Linked DNA regions of Mus musculus: region 1 is linked to region 2. Evidence: chromatin contacts called from public promoter capture Hi-C data. All regions are on one chromosome and are shown on one strand. The core of a region is the stretch at or near the end of the contact, and the rest is flanking DNA. Distances in the headings are between cores, read along the strand shown. Region 1 overlaps Stim1 (stromal interaction molecule 1). Region 2 overlaps Stim1 (stromal interaction molecule 1).

The links. Capture Hi-C pulls out chosen DNA fragments and counts their contacts.
Region 1: a contact with region 2 is called in a promoter capture Hi-C map of adipose tissue. The contact joins two enhancer-like sites. A contact is called at or near these places in 5 of 484 Hi-C or Micro-C datasets (CD4 T cells, CD8 central memory T cells, Sertoli cells and 2 more), 1 of 115 datasets of contacts at active chromatin or transcription factors (CD8 T cells) and 2 of 9 other capture datasets (adipose tissue and embryonic stem cells).

What each region holds. Positions count from the first base shown.
Region 1 is chr7:102,423,832-102,428,252 of GRCm38.p6, forward strand. Stim1 (stromal interaction molecule 1) reads left to right here. Exons shown (of 12, transcript NM_009287.5): 8 at 2,142-2,309; 9 at 2,869-2,969; 10 at 3,251-3,486. Among named protein-coding and RNA genes, the nearest start is that of Rrm1, 16 kb to the right of the region's middle. Within about 2 kb of position 2,255, at least 97 of the 459 cell types and tissues checked have an H3K27ac peak or open chromatin away from gene starts, as enhancers often do. A contact at or near this core is called in adipose tissue, where this site is marked.
Region 2 is chr7:102,355,311-102,359,974 of GRCm38.p6, forward strand. All of the region lies in intron 2 of Stim1 (stromal interaction molecule 1), which reads left to right. Among named protein-coding and RNA genes, the nearest start is that of Rrm1, 84 kb to the right of the region's middle. Within about 2 kb of position 2,216, at least 6 of the 459 cell types and tissues checked have an H3K27ac peak or open chromatin away from gene starts, as enhancers often do. A contact at or near this core is called in adipose tissue, where this site is marked.

The DNA of each region.
Region 1 (4,421 bases), core at 1,005-3,504, 69 kb after region 2:
CCTGTTGGCAAATCTTTGAGATCCCTGGGATTTGAGCTCATTCTGGTAGCATGGTCCCACACGCCCTACAGTTACTCATAAAAGCCAAATAAGCTAAAAATCCAAGTGATTATCCACACGAAAATGAAAAAAACTAGTTATAAATGACCTAGTAGATTATTCCTCAGCAATGTAAATCAGCCCTCACCTAGGGTCTTCTGTGGGAATGGTACTGTTGATTTTTACCCTATAAGAAATTAAGATGGCTCTTACATATAAAGCATATGAAAGCCAGGCACTGTAGCTCATTCCTGTAGTGGCAGCACTCAGGAAGGCGAGGTAGGAGAGCTGACATGAGTTCCAGATGAGCTAGGACTATCTGAAACGAGACACTTTCTTTAAAACCAAAACAAAATATATGAGTATCTATGTTCGGTAAGGTGGTGGCTTGTTACTCATATGATGGTCAAGTTAATAAAAATACATAATAGACTGAAAAATAAAATGAAAAAAACATTAAATATTTATTAATTAAAATCTATATTAAATCTCTTACCAATCAGCCTAAACATTTTATGAAAAAATAACTAAATTTTTAAACTAAAACCAATATTTTTCTTTTTTGTTTTTTTTTCCCAAGACAGGATTTCTCTGTGTAGCCCTGCTGTCCTGGAACTCATTCTATTCTTTTTGTTGTTTCTAATACAAGCTTTCTTTCTTTTTTTTCGTTCTTTCTTTCTTTTTTTTTTCTTTTGGTTTTTCGAGACAGGGTTTCTCTGTATAGCCCTGGATGTCCTGGAACTCATGATGTAGACCAGGCTAGCCTGGAACTCAGAAATTCGCCTGCCTCTGCCTCCCAAGTGCTGGGATCAAAGGTGTGCGCCACCACTGCCCAGCTACAAGCTTTCTTTATAGATTAGGCTGGCCTTGAACTGGTGAGCTCTTATTGCCTCTGTCTCCTGAAGATTGGGATTATCATCGGGTACCACCACAGCCATCCTACATTCCATTATTAGTGTTTATATTCAGTCTGTTGTAAAAGAAAGAGGGTAAAAAGTCAATTAATGGCAGACATAGGGGCTAATGCCTGACATCTAAGAACTCAGAGAAGGTAGAGGCAGGAGGATCAGAAGTTCAAGACCACCTACTTCTACTTAGTAGATTCAAGGCCACCCTGAGCTGCATGGAACCTTTCCTTAAAAAAACCTAAAGCTAGGATTATAGAGGTGGGTTAGTAGTTAAGAGCGCTGGTTCCTCTCCCAGAGGTCTGGGATGTGTGAAAGTGTGCGCAGGTGCCTACAGAGGCCGGAAGCATTTGCTCCCTTTGGAGCTAGAGTTATAGAAGGTGTGAACTGCTTCATAACTGAGGCATGTGCATCTGTGTGCAGGTGCCAACAGAGGCCGGAGGCATTGGCTTTCTTTGGATGTGGAGTTACAGGCAGTTCTGAGCTACCTCGTATGGTGCTAGGAATTGAACCTGGGTCTTCTGCAAGAGCACTATTCACTCTTAGCTGCTGATCACCTATGCATCCTCCAGAATTATGTTTTCAACCATGTGCTGTGGCTACCATATTGTGATTTTTTTTTAATTTAGTATGTTTTTTTTTAAATAGATATGGGTATTTGGCTTGATCTCTGCCTGTATACCCCATGTGTGCCTGGTGCTCAAGGAGATTAGAAGAAGGTGTTAGAGTCCCTGGAGTTGTTGTTAGAGATGGTTGTGAGCTGCCGTGTGGGTGCTGGGCACTGAGCTAGGTTCTCTGGAAGAGCAGCCCGTGCTCTGAACTGAGCATCCTCTAGCCCACACTGTGATGTCTTGAGGCCCATTTACAATAAGGCTATTCAGTAGCACATATATTTCTGAAGAGACCAGGAAAGCTGTCTGAGACTGGCTGTTTGACCAGGAGAATAAGCTAATGTGATAGCAGGGTTCTGGAGACTGCATTCTGCTTGGCACTATCCACAGTGTGCTCTTAAGTAGGCTGCTGTTCTTCTCTGTGCTTACTTCCCTGTATGTGAAATTCAGAGAAGAGGCTTTGTCATTTCTTCCTAGTGCAAGAATTGTAAAGCAGGTATGGACTCAGAGTTGTAAGGCATTGCACAGAGGTGTTAGGGAGGATGTTAATGCTAACAAACAGACTCACATTCTCATGCCCTCATAGGTTCGGGAGGCCTTGAGGAAAGCAGAGAAGGAGCTGGAATCACACAGCTCATGGTATGCTCCTGAGGCCCTGCAGAAGTGGCTGCAGCTGACCCATGAGGTGGAGGTGCAGTACTACAACATCAAGAAGCAAAATGCAGAGAGGCAGCTGCTGGTGGCCAAGGAGGGGGTGAGGCCTGCTCTCCTGAGGGCTTCCTTTGCCCTCTTCTCTCCTCCCTGCCCTCTTCTTTCTATGCCCCTGCCCCTCCCCCCCCCCCACTCTGTCTCTGCTTTACCCTGTCCCTCCCTTTGAGTGAAGAGATGAATGGGCCGTGGATTCTGTTTCTTTTTCTAATGTACACTGCTTAGTAATGTACTGAAGTTTTTGGAGGAGAACCTGAGGGTATAGGGGTACTCTGCCCTGTCTTCTGGGGATAATAAAGCAAGGAGGAGGGGTAGACGGAAAGCCATTTCAGCTTCCCTTCCGGAAAAGGCTGCCAAGGGAACAGAGGTCCTTCTGGGGCGTGACTAAGGCTGGAACCTTTTACTTGTGCATCTCAGCAGGTTCCTGAGGTCCGCCCACTTCCTCCCTTGCTTTACTTCTCACTCTGCTCCTTTCCTCTTTCTCTTCCTTCTCCTGTGAAGCTTAAGTTAACACAACTTATGAGGAGGACCCAGCCATGGGAAGGCCTCATTTCTTCCAACCATGAACCCATACTCTCTTTATATTGGGGGCTTCCTCTTGGCAGGCTGAGAAAATAAAAAAGAAGAGAAACACGCTTTTTGGTACCTTCCATGTGGCCCACAGCTCTTCCCTGGATGATGTGGATCATAAAATCCTAACTGCTAAGTAAGTAGCACCAGTTACCAGCTCCAGCAATGCTAATGCCATCCTTAGAGACTGAGGTTACGTGAGGCCTCTAACCCCAGTCCCATCTCCTCACAATAGCATGACAGCTCTGGTCTCCTACACAAGCTCTGATCCAGCTTCCACTTTGCTCTTAAGTTTATGATTTATTGTGGTTTTTATTCATACATGCACCTACCCCAGTTTGTTCCTCTCAAAAGAGATCTTGTTCTTATTGGGGTTTCCACACGGTCCACACCTGCAGTTCTTTCTTCTGACTTTAGGCAAGCTCTGAGTGAGGTGACAGCGGCACTGAGGGAGCGCCTGCACCGGTGGCAGCAGATCGAGATCCTCTGCGGTTTCCAGATTGTCAATAACCCCGGCATCCACTCCTTGGTGGCTGCTCTCAACATCGACCCCAGCTGGATGGGCAGCACCCGCCCTAACCCCGCCCACTTCATCATGACTGACGATGTGGATGACATGGATGAGGAGATTGTGTCGCCCTTGTCCATGCAGTGTAGGTGACCTCTTTGTAGGGGTGAGCAAGGGGCAGCCTTTGGTGGGCAAGATGAGATGCCTATCGCCTCTGCTGTGCTTAAACAGCAGTTGGGGAAGATAACTAGGAAAGATGTAGCTCCTTCATTGGTTAATAAAACAATTCTCATTAAGATATTTCTTTACAGCTGTCCTTTTGGTGGTTTCTCCTTGCTCTATGCCTTCTCTGTCCTGTATCTGTGTGTCTCTTTCTTTACTCTGTTTTTCTGTTTAGTCCTCCTTTTTTCTACCCATGCTATCTACCTTTATTAAAAAATAATCTTTAGAAACTTTTTATTTATAGTATAACAGAATATTCATTTGAACTATTTGTGTTTATTTATTTTCACTTTATGTTTCTTGTTCCTAATTACTAAAGCAGGTGAATAGAATGATGTCTCTTTCCCTTGCCTTTCTGCGTGAGAAGCCCATATAGTAGCAGCCCTTTAAAGTGTTCCATCCCTAAAGCCTCTGAGCTGGGAGGCATCCTTGCTCAGGAGAGAACTCCTTACAAGTATGTCTGTCTGTCCACTGGACTTGGGCTCCCCTACTCCCATCCATTGACCTGGTTCTTTTTTATTTTCCCCAAAGGTGATGAGAACATTATAAAACAGAGCTAAAGGGACAGCAGTCTGTGGGAATGCTTTAGCGATTCCCTTCTGGTCCACGCAGCTAAATAAATTAGGCATACCTGTGGCAAAGGTGTTACCCTGAGCCCATACCTTACCAGTGCAGGGGCTTGCAGGTCTGGTTTAGGGTCTCATTCCCCTGCCTGCCCTGAAGGCCAGGTTCTTTAATCCGGCTGAATTCATAATTCAGACAAAAGTTTATTTGTAAATGTCCTTTTTAATGAGCTGAGTCTGGAACTTGCTGTAAAGCCAGGCTAACCTTGAACTTGTGACAATTCTCCTACTTCCC
Region 2 (4,664 bases), core at 966-3,465:
GTTGAAGGCCATGCTAAATATTCAATAGTCACATAGTGTACATTAGGACAGAGAAGCCTAGTCTCTTCTTTTTGTAAATAGTCTACCTTTGAGTTTTGTGTCCAATTTTGGATGTCACATCATCAGAATGATTTAGGACAGCAAGAGAATGTCCAGAGAGGCGTGTTATGGATGATAAAGACTGTAAACATTAATGAATAGCATCTAACCGTTCACTAATATTACATGTCTGTTTGTGTCCTTCACTGTGCTAGGTATGGAGGCAGGGTAGTAAAAAGACAGATTAAGAGATACATTCTTTTCTCACTACAGTAAAGAAACTGGAGTCTGGAAAAGAAGCAACTGGTTTCTGGTTGTTGTGACAAAATAGCTGAGAAAACTAACTGAAAGAAGGAAGGGTTTATTGTAGCTCACTGCTTGAGAATTGTTTCCGGGCATGTAGTTAGGTAGACTAATCATTTTAAGGAGCACATGACAGAACCGAGGTCCCCACATCATGGCAATTAGAAAACAGAGAGAACAGAACGGTCTTAGAACAAGATATATCTTCTTAGGTTATACCCATACACACCACTGTATTTCCTACAACTATATTATTAATCTACCAGAACAATAATCCATTGATAAGTCTGAGCTTTGGTGACCTACTCATTTCTCAGGGATGAGACTGGTCAATTATCACATTAAACCCCTGACATTGAAGTAATATATTTGACTTCAAATACAGAAGGAGTTGAGAAGTCAGATTTTGAAAGTGACAAATTGGCTGAGCATTGTGGTTCAGCCCTGCACATACCTAGTCCTGTTCACATCCAGCACTCTGGATGTGGAGGAAAGAGGATCAGGAGTTCAAGTCGAGTCTGCCAAGGCTACGGCTACATTAGACCTTCTCTAAAGCAAATGATAATGAAAACTGTGGAACTAGTTGTCATTGATTGATCTTTTACTCTACGTGAGACAGCAATAAGCTCTTTACATAGTTACTGTAATTTTCTTAACAGTCTTTGGAAATTGGTTTTATTATTAGGGAACTGAGATGCTAGAAAGTTTAAACATTTACTTAAAGATACATACTAGATTTGGGCCTCTATCTGATTTCAAAGCCCATGCTGTTATGTATTGTATTGTTTCCTTTATTTTAAATGTAGAACAGGGCCAATTAAAAGCCGGGTTTATTTTTCTGGGATAAATAATTGCTTAATAGTTAGAGATATTTTGTTATAGAGGAGATCATAAAATATTAACTCCTCTGTCATTGAAGACAGGGCAAGTAGAAAACAGCATTCTGCTAATTGGCTGGTAGAGGGATTCTTCTGTAAAGATCAACAATGTGTAAGGACTTGAAGGGTGACTAAAGGCAGAATTTGAATAGGACTAGAAGTGGTCGGGGCACCTGAGCTGCAGAGCCAGCGTGATGCAAGTAGAGCTGTGGTGAGAAGCACAGTGGAGCGGGTTGCTTAAACTAAGGAACCAATCGCTGAACTAAAAACTAGCAAGGAACATGGGGCCCCAGATGTTCTGTATTTATTGAGTCTGGTAATTAGAAGCTAAACAGGCCCAACAACTATGGGCAAGGTATTTAAATTTTTAGTCTTATCTAGAAATATTACTAGCCTTCAAGGGACCATGTTCCTGTTAGGAAAGAGGTCTAGAAATATCCTGATTATTTTTCTAGCATTGCCCGGAGACTGGAGAATGAGGAGCTCAGCGAGCGAGAAAGTGATGTCGGAAGGGCTGGAGAGAGGGTTAGAGGTTAAGAGCGCTTGTTGCTCTTACAGACGACCAGGGTTTGGCTCTAAGTATCAACGTGGGGGCTTACAACTGTCTCTAACTCTCGTTCCAGGGGATCCAACACCCTCTTGACTGCCACAGGTACAACCCAGGGAAAACACATAAAATAAGCAAATCTTTTTTTATTTTTTGAAAAGTAATGTAACAGCACGTGGGAGGCAGAAGCAGGAGGATCTCTGTGAATTTGAGGCCAGCCTGGTCTAAAGAGTGAGATCCTGTCTCAAAAAATAATGTTGATATAATACAAGCACATTTCTGAATATCTTTGTCAACACTCCTCCTTTTTTCACATTCTGTTGAGTTGCTTTGTCAAAGAGGAAAGGAAGAAAATGTTCTCTTAGAGGAATCCTAGAGGAATGTTACCACAACAAAAATCTCATCAGCACAAACTGTTCTAAAATAACACAAACGCTGTCAGCCACTTTCTCACCCCAGTGGTGAGATGATGTTCTTTTTCAGCACAGCGTCTGCCTTGCCTGGGCTGCCCTCTTCTCACTGTAGCCTCAGGTCTCTGTGGTTAGAGGTTAGAGGTCCACTATTGTGCAGTTTCATGGTCACTTGTCATCTTGAGACCTAGAGTGACAAACTAGTAAAACTGTGTGTGCTTCATTTGTCTAAACATGTGTGAGACAGTGGCGTTCAGGATCTAGCTAGAAAGTTAGGTAGCTATAGCAGAGCTGAGGTAATGGATGGTAAATGGTGTAGAAAAATTCCTGTTGCACTGGTTGCCAGCGACCTCAGACTTTTGTGACCTAGCTAAGCATACTGCAGATTACCCAGGAAGTCTGGAAGGATCTACTATCAAAACCTCATTTAAGCCAGGTGTGGTGTCACAAGCCTGGGATCCCAGATACTTGGAAAGCTGAGGAAGGAAGCAAGTTCAAGGCCTGCCTGGGCTTACAGAGTTTAGAGCTAGTCTGGGTAACAAGTGAGTGAAAATTAGTAAAAGAGCTTGGGATCTCTATCACAGTGGTAGTTTGCTAGCATGCATGAAGTACTAGGCTTAATCTCTAGTCCACCTTCTCCCAAAGCCCACTTTGTTCTGCCTCACACTGGTAAGTTTTTCAGATAACCAAAAGGACTGGAAGGTTTACCTCAGTGCTAAGTTTTAAAATTTTTTGATGTTTTGGCCTTATGAATGCTAGGTAATTGCTCTGCCTCTGAGCCACATTCCGCAACTCATTTTGTGTGTTTTGTTGAGATACGAACAGGCTTCTGCTCTGAAGCTTGGGTATGCCTGGTACTGATTATGTAGCCTAGGCTGACCTCAAACTCAAAAGTCCTCCTGCCCTGGCTCCACAGTCCTTGAATTACAGGCGTGAACCACCATTGCCAGGCAGGAATGGTTTCTTAGTAAGTCAAGGGTTTTTCTAAGCTAGCAGTATGGGAACTCCTGAGCTGGTAATGAAACTATCTATAGGCAAAGGATTTGCTTAATGTTAGATTATCCTGATAGTCTGAGGTGAACTCTAAAAATACTATCTTACTTTAGTTAGACTAGACTCTTTAAAAAAAAAATGTTCTGGTTATACGTGTGTGTGTGTGTGTGTGTGTGTGTGTGCACATGTATGTCTACTTAGGATATGTATGTGGAAGTCAGAGGACAGTTTTCAGGACTTGGTTCTCCCTTTTCTTCCTATATGAGTCTAAGCTGTTGAACTCAGGCTAGCAGATGTGACCTCTGAGCCATCTTATTGGGACCTCTGTGGTTTCCCCCTCCCCACCCAGATGGAGTTTTATGTATCCTAGGAGATTTACTGAGAAAGACACCAGTGGGTGACTGCTTATGCTTGGGAGAGAAGCAGCAAAGAACTAAGCGGGAAGCAGATTTTTTTTTTTTTTTTTTTTTTTTTTTTTTTGGTTTTTTCGAGACAGGGTTTCTCTGTATAGCCCCGGCTGTCCTGGAGCTCACTTTGTACACCAGGCTGGCCTCGAACTCAGAAATCCACCTGCCTCTGCCTCCCCAGTGCTGGGATTAAAGGCATGTGTTACCACGCCCGGCTGGGAAGCAGATTTTTAAAAAATGATTTATTCATTTTTATTTTATGTACTTTGGTATTCTGCCTGCTTGTATGTGTGAATGAGGATATCCGATCCCCTGAAACTGGAGTTGCAGACTATTGTGAACTGTTATGTGGGTGCTGGGAATTGAACTCAGGTCCTTTTTGAAGAACAGACAATACTCTTAACCACTGAGTGATTTCTTTGGCCCCAAGGCAGGCTTTATATAAGGTTTCTAGGTGGGTAGATGGGTGGGTGGGTGGGAGCTTTCCAGGGTGGCTAGGGAATTGGTGGATTTTGTGGTCCTGTTCTTGGACTTTTTGTTCTCTCTGTTGGGAGGAGCTTAGCCTCCTGTGTCTCAAGGGGTGGGAAAGGCATTACAGGGGTTAGCATGGGTGGTGCTGGCCACTTTTAATTCAAACTCACTGACATGGAAGTCACTAACCCAAGCTGGCCTCAAACTTGTGATCCTCTTGCCTCAGCCTCCTAAGTACTTGGATGTCTCCCATTAAAAAATGAAGTCTGTTGTACACAACAGATAAATCTTAGCAACATTGTGCTGAGTGGAAGAAACCAGTGTAAAAAATTATATGTGAGAACTTTGGCTTGATGGTGCATGTCTAAGATCCCAATACTTCTTAGGTCAGGTAGAAGCAAAGATTGCTTCAAGTTCGAGACCAGTCTCATGAACATGGGGAGTTTGTAAGCAATAAAAATGGTTTCCCCGCATGCTTGCAGCCTCATCCAGAGAAGCTTCTTTTTGAAATAGTGGGTGCTGAGATGCATGGGTGCTCAGGTACTGAGCCTAGGTGATGGCTGAGTGCTCAGTCAGTCCTAAACAGGACATTTACTCCACTTCCTCTAAGGCCTGA